2 separate regions of the Lactuca sativa genome follow, and region 2 is linked to region 1. A link is a contact called in public Hi-C data. All regions are on one chromosome and are shown on one strand. The core of a region is the stretch at or near the end of the contact, and the rest is flanking DNA. Distances in the headings are between cores, read along the strand shown. Region 1 holds the start of LOC111906083 (vacuolar-processing enzyme). Region 2 holds the start of LOC111906079.

Region 1 (5,483 bases), core at 757-3,256:
TAAATTTTAAAAACATACCAATCTTCCATCCAGGCAACACTGTACAGGTCACCAAGACACGTGTCATACTCTAGAGGTGGGCTAGGGTACTCCCCAGGACAGTAGGTACCCCAGCTGCTTTCATCAGGGCCAGAGGCTGTGGTTGCATAGATATTTAAACCTTGTGGAAGAAGACCCTCGAATATACTTCCAGCCTCACAAGCTTCAAGGTAAAACACCTGAACATTTTTAAAAAATCAGGATTAATATCTATCAAGTATATATATTTATACATAATATGAAAACAAGTTTTTTAAAAAATTACCAAGCTTTTGTATGTTCCAGACGCATGCTTTTGTTTCAAGACCTCGTTAAGATCATTTGCATACATGTAAGGATTTGTTGGCATCCCTGAGAAAGAATACAAAATAATTTAATTTTACCTTTATGCCCTTCTTTTAGCCTCTATGAAAAAATGGTTGTTAGGGTAAATAGTAACTTACCAAGAACACCAGGACCACCATGATCGGTGTAGTAAACAAAAATGCGATCATTTGGACCGCTATCTACAACCTTTCCACTTCCACCTTTGACTTTGGATTTATCACCGAGTAAAACAGCAAAAAAGTTGTCAACATTCACATCTTTCCCAGTGTAATCCTGTTTCATTTTAGTTTTTCAATTATATTATGATCTCATAATATATATGATATTGTGAATGGATGATGATAAAAAAAAAAAAAAAAAAAAAAAAAAAACAAACCTTGGGTACTCCATGATAAACGTCATCACCATCTGGGCTGTTGATTATGACACCTTGTCTGGGATTCTCTCTATTATATGCAATGTCGTCATACATGAAAACAACAATGTTTTCTTCCTTCACACCACCGTTTCTTAAGATTTGATATGCATGACATACATCTGCCTGGAGTCATTAACATAAATAGAAAAGATTTAAATACAAGTGAGGCTTGTAATTTCTCAAGGACAAATATAGAAAAGTGAAAGCTTCAATGAGGTCATCCTATTGCATACAGTAACAAACTAACTTTCTTGAACCACATACAAACAAGGGAAAAGTTTAGTTGATCTTGTATAAAAGTTGACTTCATACACTAAGAAGCTTGTTGAAAGCAAAATAAGGAGGTTTTTATTTCTTAGATTAAATGAGCAAATGGATCTCAAGATTTGATGATTTTTATCTGGGAATTTGTTTTTTTGTATAGCTTCCATAATTCCTAAAAGGTAAGGTTCCATGATCAAACCATGTTTAAATTTATATAAAGACAAGCAACTTGCTAGCATAGAGACAGAGTTCAAATAATTACTTACCGGAATCCACAAAAACTTTTCAAATGTTCAATCAAACAAAATACATAATCGGACAAAAGTAAGCAGTAAATAACTTGTTAAAAATCAATCATTATGAATCCCCTAACCTTGCTCAAGCACAGTTCCTGCTGACCCCAGACAAAATTTTGACTGAATATTCCTTTAACACGTTACTTTTCTAAGTCGAATTGAATGCTTTATGCTCCCCAAGGAAAAAATTGATATCTATATGGATTCAGTAACAAATCTAACAGAATCATCATCCTTATGTTAGATATAATTAGAAAATTTTCTGATTAAATTTGAAGAATTAAAGTTTGTGGCTCTTCTGGAACAGGTAGAGTAAGTAACGACGACGACAAACTGATCGTAATTCGTAACCTATCAAGGAAAAACTAAAAATGCAAAATTCAAGCATTTAATATCCTGTTTACTACGATTACCTGATGCCTGTAGTTCCAGTAACCATTAGATCCAGCAAGCAAGACGGCCCATCTGGTACCAACGGAGTCGTCCTTTCCAGCGTCGAAGAAATCAAGCTTTTCCGACGGCAACCTGAGAAGATCATCAGCCAATTCACGGCCATGGACAACTGCGATGATCGAGAAAGCAAGTAAACAGATGACGTAACGACTCATTTTGGTCGTCGACGAAGAGAATATTCTCTGAAAGGATTGTTAGCAATGTTCTTCAGGTGATGAGGCTGAGGGTGTATTATATAGACGTATGGATACTACTGCACCCAATCGGAGCTCTCATGTCGGATTTAGTGTGGCGGCTACATGTACAAGTTACAACCACTCAATGCATACTATACGATATCTGTATTTGTTTCTATACGGGAAGCTTTGTTTAATATTTCAAATTTGCATCGGAGGTCTTCGACTTTTGTATTGTGACAATTTAGTCCCTCGTATTCTTGAATTGAAATTTGTAAAGAATGGGGGACAACCTACCAACGTACCAAAAATATTCCCAAGACCCACTTTACATCTAAACTCAAAAGAGAAAAGAAACTCTTTTTTTTTTTTTTTGCTTTAATAATATAATATTTGATCTGACATATTATTTAATGACAGTCTTTAACTTATAATTATATATTTAAAATACTTTTTAATTAAAAACATATGTAAAAAAGAAACAACAAATTATAGGTTTTATAAGAAAAAAATAAATAACTTAATTGTTATTAAAAAAACAGATTAAAGGATAGTTTCTTACTAAAGTAGATAGTTGTAAAGTCTGAATATACAATCATTAAAGTTGTTTGTTTTATACTCAACTGTAAATGTTTGAATATGTTTATTATTATTATAATTGTAGAAGATGTTAAAAATGATGTCGATAACAATAGAAATAATGGGAAAATGATTGATAAATTACTTATTAGGTAAATAGGTATTAATTCAAATCAACCACCTATAAACAATGTTTTAATATCCAGTTTAAATTGGTCGGTTGAACCGGTCGGACCAAAAATCGGGGATGAGTGCGGTTCAACAATAATCAGTTTTATGTCAATTTTTATATGAGATCAAACCGGACTATTCCTTCTAAAAAACGGGTTGAACCGAAGTAATAAAATCGGTAAAAAACTGTTTTATTAGACTTGGATAATTAAATTTCATTTAGCCCATTAAAAAACAACTTATTTCTAAAACAAATTGCATAACTTAATCGATCAGGTTAACCAGAGTGTATACAACTCGAAATCAATGCACACCAATGTCAGTATGTACGTAAAAAAATAAAAAATATATAAGAATTATGAAAGCTAGATTAAACCGATCGAACCGAAAGCTAGCCACCAAACTGATTCAACTGATTTTTAAACATTGCATATAAATAAATAATAAATAGAAAACAGTTTAAATGTGAAATATCAAATACAAACTAATATATATGAATAATAACATCAAACAACTTCACACAAAGTTGTCATAAAATAAAACACCACAAAGTTGTCATAATTGAGAGACGAAGGGGGTGATGTGTAACATGTAGGGCCATTAAATATCTTTTGTGATGATGTAGAGTTGTGGGTAATTGAGGTCCGCTAATTGAATAAGAGGGTATTAAAATGGCGTCGCGGGGCCCATTTGAAGTGGGTTTCTTGTACATTTTAACTTCTCCCGCATGCTACCGCTTACCGGTAAGATATTTTAATATATTATTTAGTTTTCTAAAAAATAATTATAGGAGTAATTATTGGAGACCGAAGGTATTTTATTAAGATAACATAAAAATATCATATTATTATAAAATGTATATAGGTAAATGGTAATATAAGTTAATAATTATCAAATTCGAAATTACGAAATGTTTTTTTCATTTATACTAAATATTTTTTTAAAAAATATTTTAATCCTTAAATTCAAAATGTTTAATTTCATTATTTTTTCAAAATTTTGGATTGTTCTTCAGATTTCAAACATGTTTTATTATTTTCAAAATCATATATGAGAGATTCGTTGAGAACTCATAGTTTTCTTAGAATCCGAGACTAAAGATGGAACGTTAGATCAAAGTTAATTCATTAAGGGCTCGTCATCTTATCAATCTTATTTAATGTTTAATTCTTTGTGTTATTGAAAATACTATTAAAAAGGGTCTAAAAATTAACAAAATAAATCAATTTTTTTGATTTTTTTTTTCAAAAAGTGTAGATTATTATTTTTTTTAGAAAACATGAATTTTAAAAAAATTGTAATTTTTTTAAAAAAAGTAAATTTAAAAAAAACAATAAATTAAAAAAAACTTAGAATATTAAAAAAAAACTATTAAATTTTTTAACCCAAAAAAATCAACGTTTTAAGTGCCTATATGTATATTTCTTATACTATAATATTCATAAGTAAATTATATATAAAAAACTCATTTTTATTTACTAATATATAAACGCAATAGTACAAGTATTTTCTTGATACAAAAAAAATATAAAAAACAAAAAATGCTATAAATTTTCAAAGCGTTTTTATGTGTTCGTGTCAGGATTTCATATTTTTCTTCAATTTATTACTTCTCACCTCTTAAATATTTTCCACAAATGTGTAACTTCTGGTTTCTGGTATGAACTTAATTTATTTAATAATTCATTTTTGAAGGGCTACTCGACGAGTTGGTGGCCCTAACTCGTTGAGTAAAAGGCAATATATGCGTGGGTTTTAAGTGAGCTACTCGACGAGTCGCAGCCCTGAATCGACGAGTAGGACAGGCTGGATGAAACCCTAATCTTTAGGGTTTGAACCCTATTTAAGCATCATATCTGGCCTCCATCCCAACCTCCATCACATCCAAACCCTAATCCACATTGAGTGATCTTGAGCTATTTCTTTCCATTTTGAGTGTTATTTGTGCTTTTTGAAGATTATGGAAGAAGAAGAAGATAGAAGGCTCAAGGGGGAAGAAGTAGATCTAGGAACTACACTCCATTTGCTACATTTTCTGGTAATCAAGTCTCTAACTTGATCATTCTTCTCTTAGATCTAATTGTTTCCATTTTATGAAGGTTTTGGTTCAAGAACCTTGGTCTTTGGGATTGGGACGTCCCAAGTGACTTATATCTCAGATCTAGGATCTAGGAAGGGTTCCATGGCATAAAGGTGCAAACTTTGTGATCATGGAAGCCCCATGCAAGCATATAAGCAAGTTCATGGCCTTTTTAGCCCTAAAAGACCATGCATGGAAGGCAAGCTTGGGACTTTATGTGTCCAACAGATGTTAAAAGCCTATATCTAGTGTATCTTTCCTTGGTTAGGGTGTTATGGCTTGTGGACCAAGATTCATGCTTTAGAGAAGTTAGGGCTTGGGTTAAACCCATTAAGAGGGACTAAGGAGGGGTAAAGATGGAAACTTTACCCTTAAGAATGTATTTACAATATGTAGATGAAGTTAGGAGTATAGATCTGAAAGGTAGGAGCTTAATCCATTGAGATGGCTCAATCAGAAAGGGGAACTCGACGAGTCCAGGAAAAGACTTGACAAGTTGAAGCGGGTTGTCCCGATCTTTATGACAAGAAGAACTCGATGAGTTGGTTAAGGGACTCGACGAGTTGACTTAGTTGGCCACGTGTCTGAGTTGTTCATGAACTCACCGAGTTGGGAGATGACTCGACGAGTTGGGGTTGACTGGGAGTTGACCTTGACTTTGACTTTAACCAGGATGTTGA
Region 2 (5,483 bases), core at 1,199-3,698, 140 kb after region 1:
AATACAGTAAGAAATGTCATTTTACTTATTTACTTCTTCAACAAACAACACATAATTAATTCAAAAATAAGAAAAAGAAAGCACAAAAACGAACAAAATTTGAAAATGACATTTAAAGGAAGCCGACTATGTACCTCGTCTTTTCTGTTTCTGATCATTATCTTCAATATATGATCTACTTCTTTGGAAAGTTATCTGTAAACAAAAAACATAAGCTATACAAAATGTTTATAGACAATTAGCGAAATATAAAGAAAAATAAGTAGAATGCAATAAAACATAGATAAACGAAAGAAAATAAGATGCTATATACATGTCCACAAAGAACATTAGGATCAGAATGAGCTTTTATAGAGTAACCAGTACCCCATTTTCTTCCAAGATTTTAGTTTTACACCTCTAGTTGGATAATCAAAAAAGGTAGTCACACATGGGTCTTCCCGGTAGTTAACCATGAAAAACTTAACCATCTCATCGAACCAACTTCTTCCAAAATTGAAACCTAAATACCCAAAAGACAATAACTCTCCTACTTTAGTAGAAAATAAAACAATATAGGAAAGGGTGATAACTATTTTCTTGAAAAATATGATAGGTGAACAAATTTATTATTTACAACGTTTTTGCTATACTAGAAACACGTTTCCACATATTTATATATATAACAGCCATAACACATATATATTGAGAAGATCTTTAGGCCTAATTGCTTCTAAGCTTGAATTCCTCTAAGAAATTTTTGTTTCTAGAATACAAAAAACCATAATAGTACCATACAGTTGATTCTAAACAAAACTTACAAGATTTGTGTAGGAGAGTTGTGTTGTAACTAAGACGACTCCACCTTATAGCTCTGTAAATGGAAGCCACTGTGGAGCAACCACTGATCTCTACATAGTGAGGATGCAGGGTTATCGTTCTTTGTTGCACTCTTATCTGCATTCGCCTTCTTTATTATCCTTCAACAATACCAAAAAGAACATATATGATTTTTTTAATGAACTTGAAATGCCCTGAAATTACATATACACAAAATTAAATCCAACCCTAAAGTAGAAAAAAAAACAAATATCTCCATACTCGAAAAGCTCTAATTTGACTTCTTTCTTCGACAATCGTTTGGTTGTATAGGTGAAGAAGATGAACATACCAATGAACCTTTAATTTGTTGAGAATTCCATAAAAGAATGTTTGGATCGACATAGAGGATGGATTAGGGCTCATGAGGAGAGAAAGATTGAACATTTGGTCGTGAATAATGACCTTGAGAGATTAAACCAATGAAAATATAGAGTTAGGTGATTTTGTTTCCAAAATCAAGAAGGTAAAATCTGGGGATACAAGTCGTGACAAAAAAAAATGAACCAATTAACAGATGGCGTTGGGTGATTCTGTTGAATAGCTGAAGATAAATCCCTAATCTTGTGATCGAAGATTTCTTAATTAAGGGAAATTTGTAAGTTGAGGATAATGATTAGTTGATTTTAAGGGTTTCATATATCTATTTAAGCTGAAAGTCGTGTTTATATATATAAAAAACGTATTTTGAATGCATTTTAAGTAAATATTAAAACTAATTTGCTTAATTTTAGGAGCTGAGTAATTAACAATTGAAGCAATGAATGGGCGGGAAAATTAGTCAAGACTTTATGTGGTAATGACACGTGGCATAGTGTTAATGTAAAAAAGAGCCATGTGCACCTTAAAGAGCTTTTTGTTAAGAACTAGTTGTGAAACTCGTATATTATACAGGTTGATTAAAATAAAATGTTAAATAGAAAAGATTAAATGAGAAATTTATCTGAATTAAAATTATGAAATAACTGAAAATGGAAGAAAAAAAATGTAAAAAATAAATAAATTTATAATTATGTGTTTAGTTATTAGATCCATGTACTAAACGGGTAAATTATAACAAAATGTTAAACACAAAAGTGTAAACTATAAATTTATTTGAAATTAAAATTAAAATTCAAATTCAAAATTTGAAATTTGAAATTTGAAATTAATAGTCATTATGATAGGTTTAATTTATGGAAACTAAATTAATGATATATTGAAAATAAAAAATGAAGTAAATGACAAGTGGAAAATAAATATATTTCAAAATTATGACAAAATGACATGTGACCAATTGAATGAGAGAATGAGATGTGACAAAATCATTCTTATATATTAAGGACTAAATAAATAAATGTTCAAAAAATATTAAAGATTAAATATGTATTAAGTAATTTTTTTCGCATTGATTAGAGTTGCCGGCATAAAGATTAAATCAATACATTTTAAGGGGTAAATATAAATAAAGAATTAATTATCAAGTATGTAATTACTACATATATCTTTATGTTTTTTTAATAGGCATTGGCCCAACAAATGAAATTGAGTGTCCCGTGAACTTGAAGACTTGAAAAATGAAGCCCGAGGCCCTTCACCTTTGGGCCTTGGCTGTTACTCCCTTTACGCAGGTCGAGCGTCGAGGTCGCAGTCTCGCGTACGTAAAGCAACGTTAAGAGAAAAAAAGGAACACCGGAACATCGAACAGGCGTGAGTCACCGTTTCCGGCCTCTCTCCGACTTGCTTTCTTCCTTTTCAACTCTTTCGGCAGTGAGTTCAAAACTTCAAATATTGGTTTTAACCTATCTTATTTTTGGGGTTGATCTTTTGAAAATCCTAAATTGCTAGAAATTGTTGAGATGCTTTAATCTGTTTATATGAGTATACGTGATATATAGTCGATTTTTAATTTTTAATATGATTCTGATAAATCATTTCTGTGAAATGTTTTAAGTTTAGAGTCAATGGATGATGTTTATGTGGCTACTGATTTTGAGATTCGAATGTTGTTTGGTAGATACTGGAACTAATCATCCAAGTTCAATTTTGTCAGAAAATATAGTTTTAGAGCAAAAGGGTTGCATCCAAGGTGTTTGATGTTTTGTGTCAATGAACATTTCAATTGTACTTTCTAAGGATTTAGTGGATAAAGTTGAGACACGGGCTTAATTTGTGTTCTTGATGTCTTTGCAGTACCTTTTTACTCATGGAGGGAGAAGAGAGCTTGCTTGATTCAATACTTGATGCAGACAATGTTGAAGACTTGGAAGATGTTGATATGGTTGATGTAGAAGAAGGAGAATTTGTTGAGAACTATCAACAAACTGAGTTGGGACAAAACAGCAGTGGAGATGGTGGCACAATATCTCAAGAACCTAAGAGTAAAAGTCAGAAACGTAGAAATAAGAAGAAAAATAGGAAAAAGAAAGCTGCTTCAGGCCCTGGCGTCTTGGACATTAACAGGTATTTGCCTTCTTTTTCCCTCTCCTTAACCCTAACCCTAATCATTTCCCCTCTTTGACTTATGGGTTTTATGTCATTTGTAGATTTGTTTTAGATACTTGTAGGCGTTTGAAAGAAAGAAAGTCTTACCTGATATGGACTGCAGTTGGTTGTTTGGGTGTCCCTGCTGTTAGTGATCTTGTGAAGGAGGTATAGTTTCTTGGAAAATCTTTAATCTTTAATCTTTAATATATGAATCAAATCAACCTTATTGTGCATTAATTTAGCATTGGGGTAAACAACTTGTATCCATGCATATTGCATAACTAGAAAACATGGGTTCCTTAGCATTATTCTGTAGGAAACCAAGATTTATGTTTGATCTTTATATATGTATATAGATTACTTCATTTTTTTTGTTGGTGTCTGAACTCTGATGCTGAATGTTGTTTCCCTAAAATCGCAGATTTCTCTTCCAGAAGCCATTTTATCAGTTTCAGTCTGTGGATCATTGATTATATCTTGATGGTGTGTTTGTATGGCTTTGATTTGCTGTTTCTTTAGAATAAAGAGTGTTATGTTTGTTAGCTTTGATTGTTGAGTGCATATTTTTGGTATTGGATCTTGGATTGGATTATTTAATGATGATGGAATGGTGACAGGTGGATGCAATTCAGGCATGTGGTGGTCAGATGACTTCAGATGGAGGGCGATATAGGAATGGTGGTGGAATTTTGTGGAACATCCTTAGAAAACGTGATCCAAATGTATATAAGGAAATAATGAAAAAAGGGAGGGAGTTTGAGGTAATTTTACATACATTTTTACTCATAAATAAAACATGTATTATGACTATTGACTATGAATGATGATTAGTATAAGATCATGATTGGTGGATTATTGTTCTTGCAGAAGCAATTTAAACCACCGGATTTCAGGAAAGCAGCAAACCAGAGCAAACGGGGTTTGTCTGAAGCTGAAGCTGAAGCAGAAGTAGAAGGTGTGAAAGAAGAGGTGGAGAGGGATGAAGGGCAAAATGGGGAATTGGACATTGAAGAGAGACAGGTGAAGAAAAGACCTGTTCATGAAAGAATCCGTGTGCCTGTATCCTATGATGACTTGCTTGAAGTTGAGGATCCGAAAGAAGAGGCGAACTAATAGCAAACAAGAAGGATATGGATTGAGAAGTTTTATGATGGTTTTGTTTCATAAAATCTGTGTCTTTTGAGTGGATTGGTTCTTTTTTGTGGCGAATGAATGAATGAATGGATGGAAGTTTTGATGTGCATTTGTGGGTTTGTTTTTGGTTATTCGTTTTGTTTTCCCATGCATATACATACATACGTACATGATGTTTTTGGTTCTTTGCTTTGATGCAACAACACTCCACTAGTTGAAATATGATCATTTGAAGTCTTTTATGGTAATATGAAAGTTGTGTTTTGAGCAAAAAGGATGTTAATGTTGATCAAAATGTAGCAAGATATGGTAATTGATAAGGGTTCTTGAGTGGCATACATTTGTGAAGTAAGAATAATTTATTTATTACATGTATTTATAAAACTGAGGCAAGGGACCTTGCTCTTGCAATGAAATGTCATCCCACAAAGAAGAAATAACTAGATTGGTGACAAAAGGAAAATTCAACATATACTGGCAATAAGATCGGAAATAAAGAGAAGCATTGGTGGGCAATGCACAAATATCAGGAATAAGAGGGGAATTGGCGCCTATATTAATCTTCCAGGCATTTGAGATTTTCTAATTTTTTTTATTTGAAGTGTTTGTTGACTTATTATGGTTTATTACTGTTAATAAGTAGTTTTTTGTATTTGGGTGAAACAAACTAAAAAGAGTTTCTTGACATAAATAAGGGGTGTTTGAAATTGCTTATGTGAATAAGGAGTTTTAACAGGAGAGGATAAGTTATTTTGGAACGGCTAGCAAAATATCATTAGCAAACAAAACAAAGACTTAAACGAGAAGCTCAAACCATTACAAGAAAACGTTTAAAATGGGAGAATTACACCAACTAGGCCAATCAATCAAATTCAAGTTAGACCTAAGCTTAATCTAGTTAAAAGTGAATATACTAATGTCATCCTCCATAAGCATAATTGTTCGCCTTTTGTTCCTAAAGACAATAGCGTTCCGCTCTTTCCATATCATCCATATAGTGGTACACACGAGAGAAAGCTTCAACT

What was found. Hi-C and Micro-C count contacts between places; a contact is called where the count stands out from the background.
Region 2: a contact with region 1 is called in a Hi-C map of leaf, with 3 times the contacts expected there. The contact joins the promoter of LOC111906079 here to the promoter of LOC111906083 in region 1. A contact is called at or near these places in 2 of 4 Hi-C or Micro-C datasets (leaf and seed).

Annotation. Positions count from the first base shown.
Region 1 is chr6:18,250,335-18,255,817 of Lsat_Salinas_v11, forward strand. LOC111906083 (vacuolar-processing enzyme) reads right to left here and starts at 2,007. Exons shown (of 7, transcript XM_023901822.3): 1 at 1,758-2,007; 2 at 743-907; 3 at 483-639; 4 at 305-390; 5 at 19-218. The coding sequence starts at 1,952.
Region 2 is chr6:18,393,489-18,398,971 of Lsat_Salinas_v11, forward strand. LOC111906079 reads left to right here and starts at 2,449. Exons shown (of 5, transcript XM_023901818.3): 1 at 2,449-2,607; 2 at 3,031-3,300; 3 at 3,384-3,489; 4 at 3,942-4,085; 5 at 4,192-4,589. The coding sequence starts at 3,044. The coding sequence ends at 4,437. LOC111906080 (a long non-coding RNA gene) reads right to left here and starts at 1,479. Exons shown (of 6, transcript XR_006184098.2): 1 at 1,081-1,479; 2 at 801-959; 3 at 314-502; 4 at 135-195.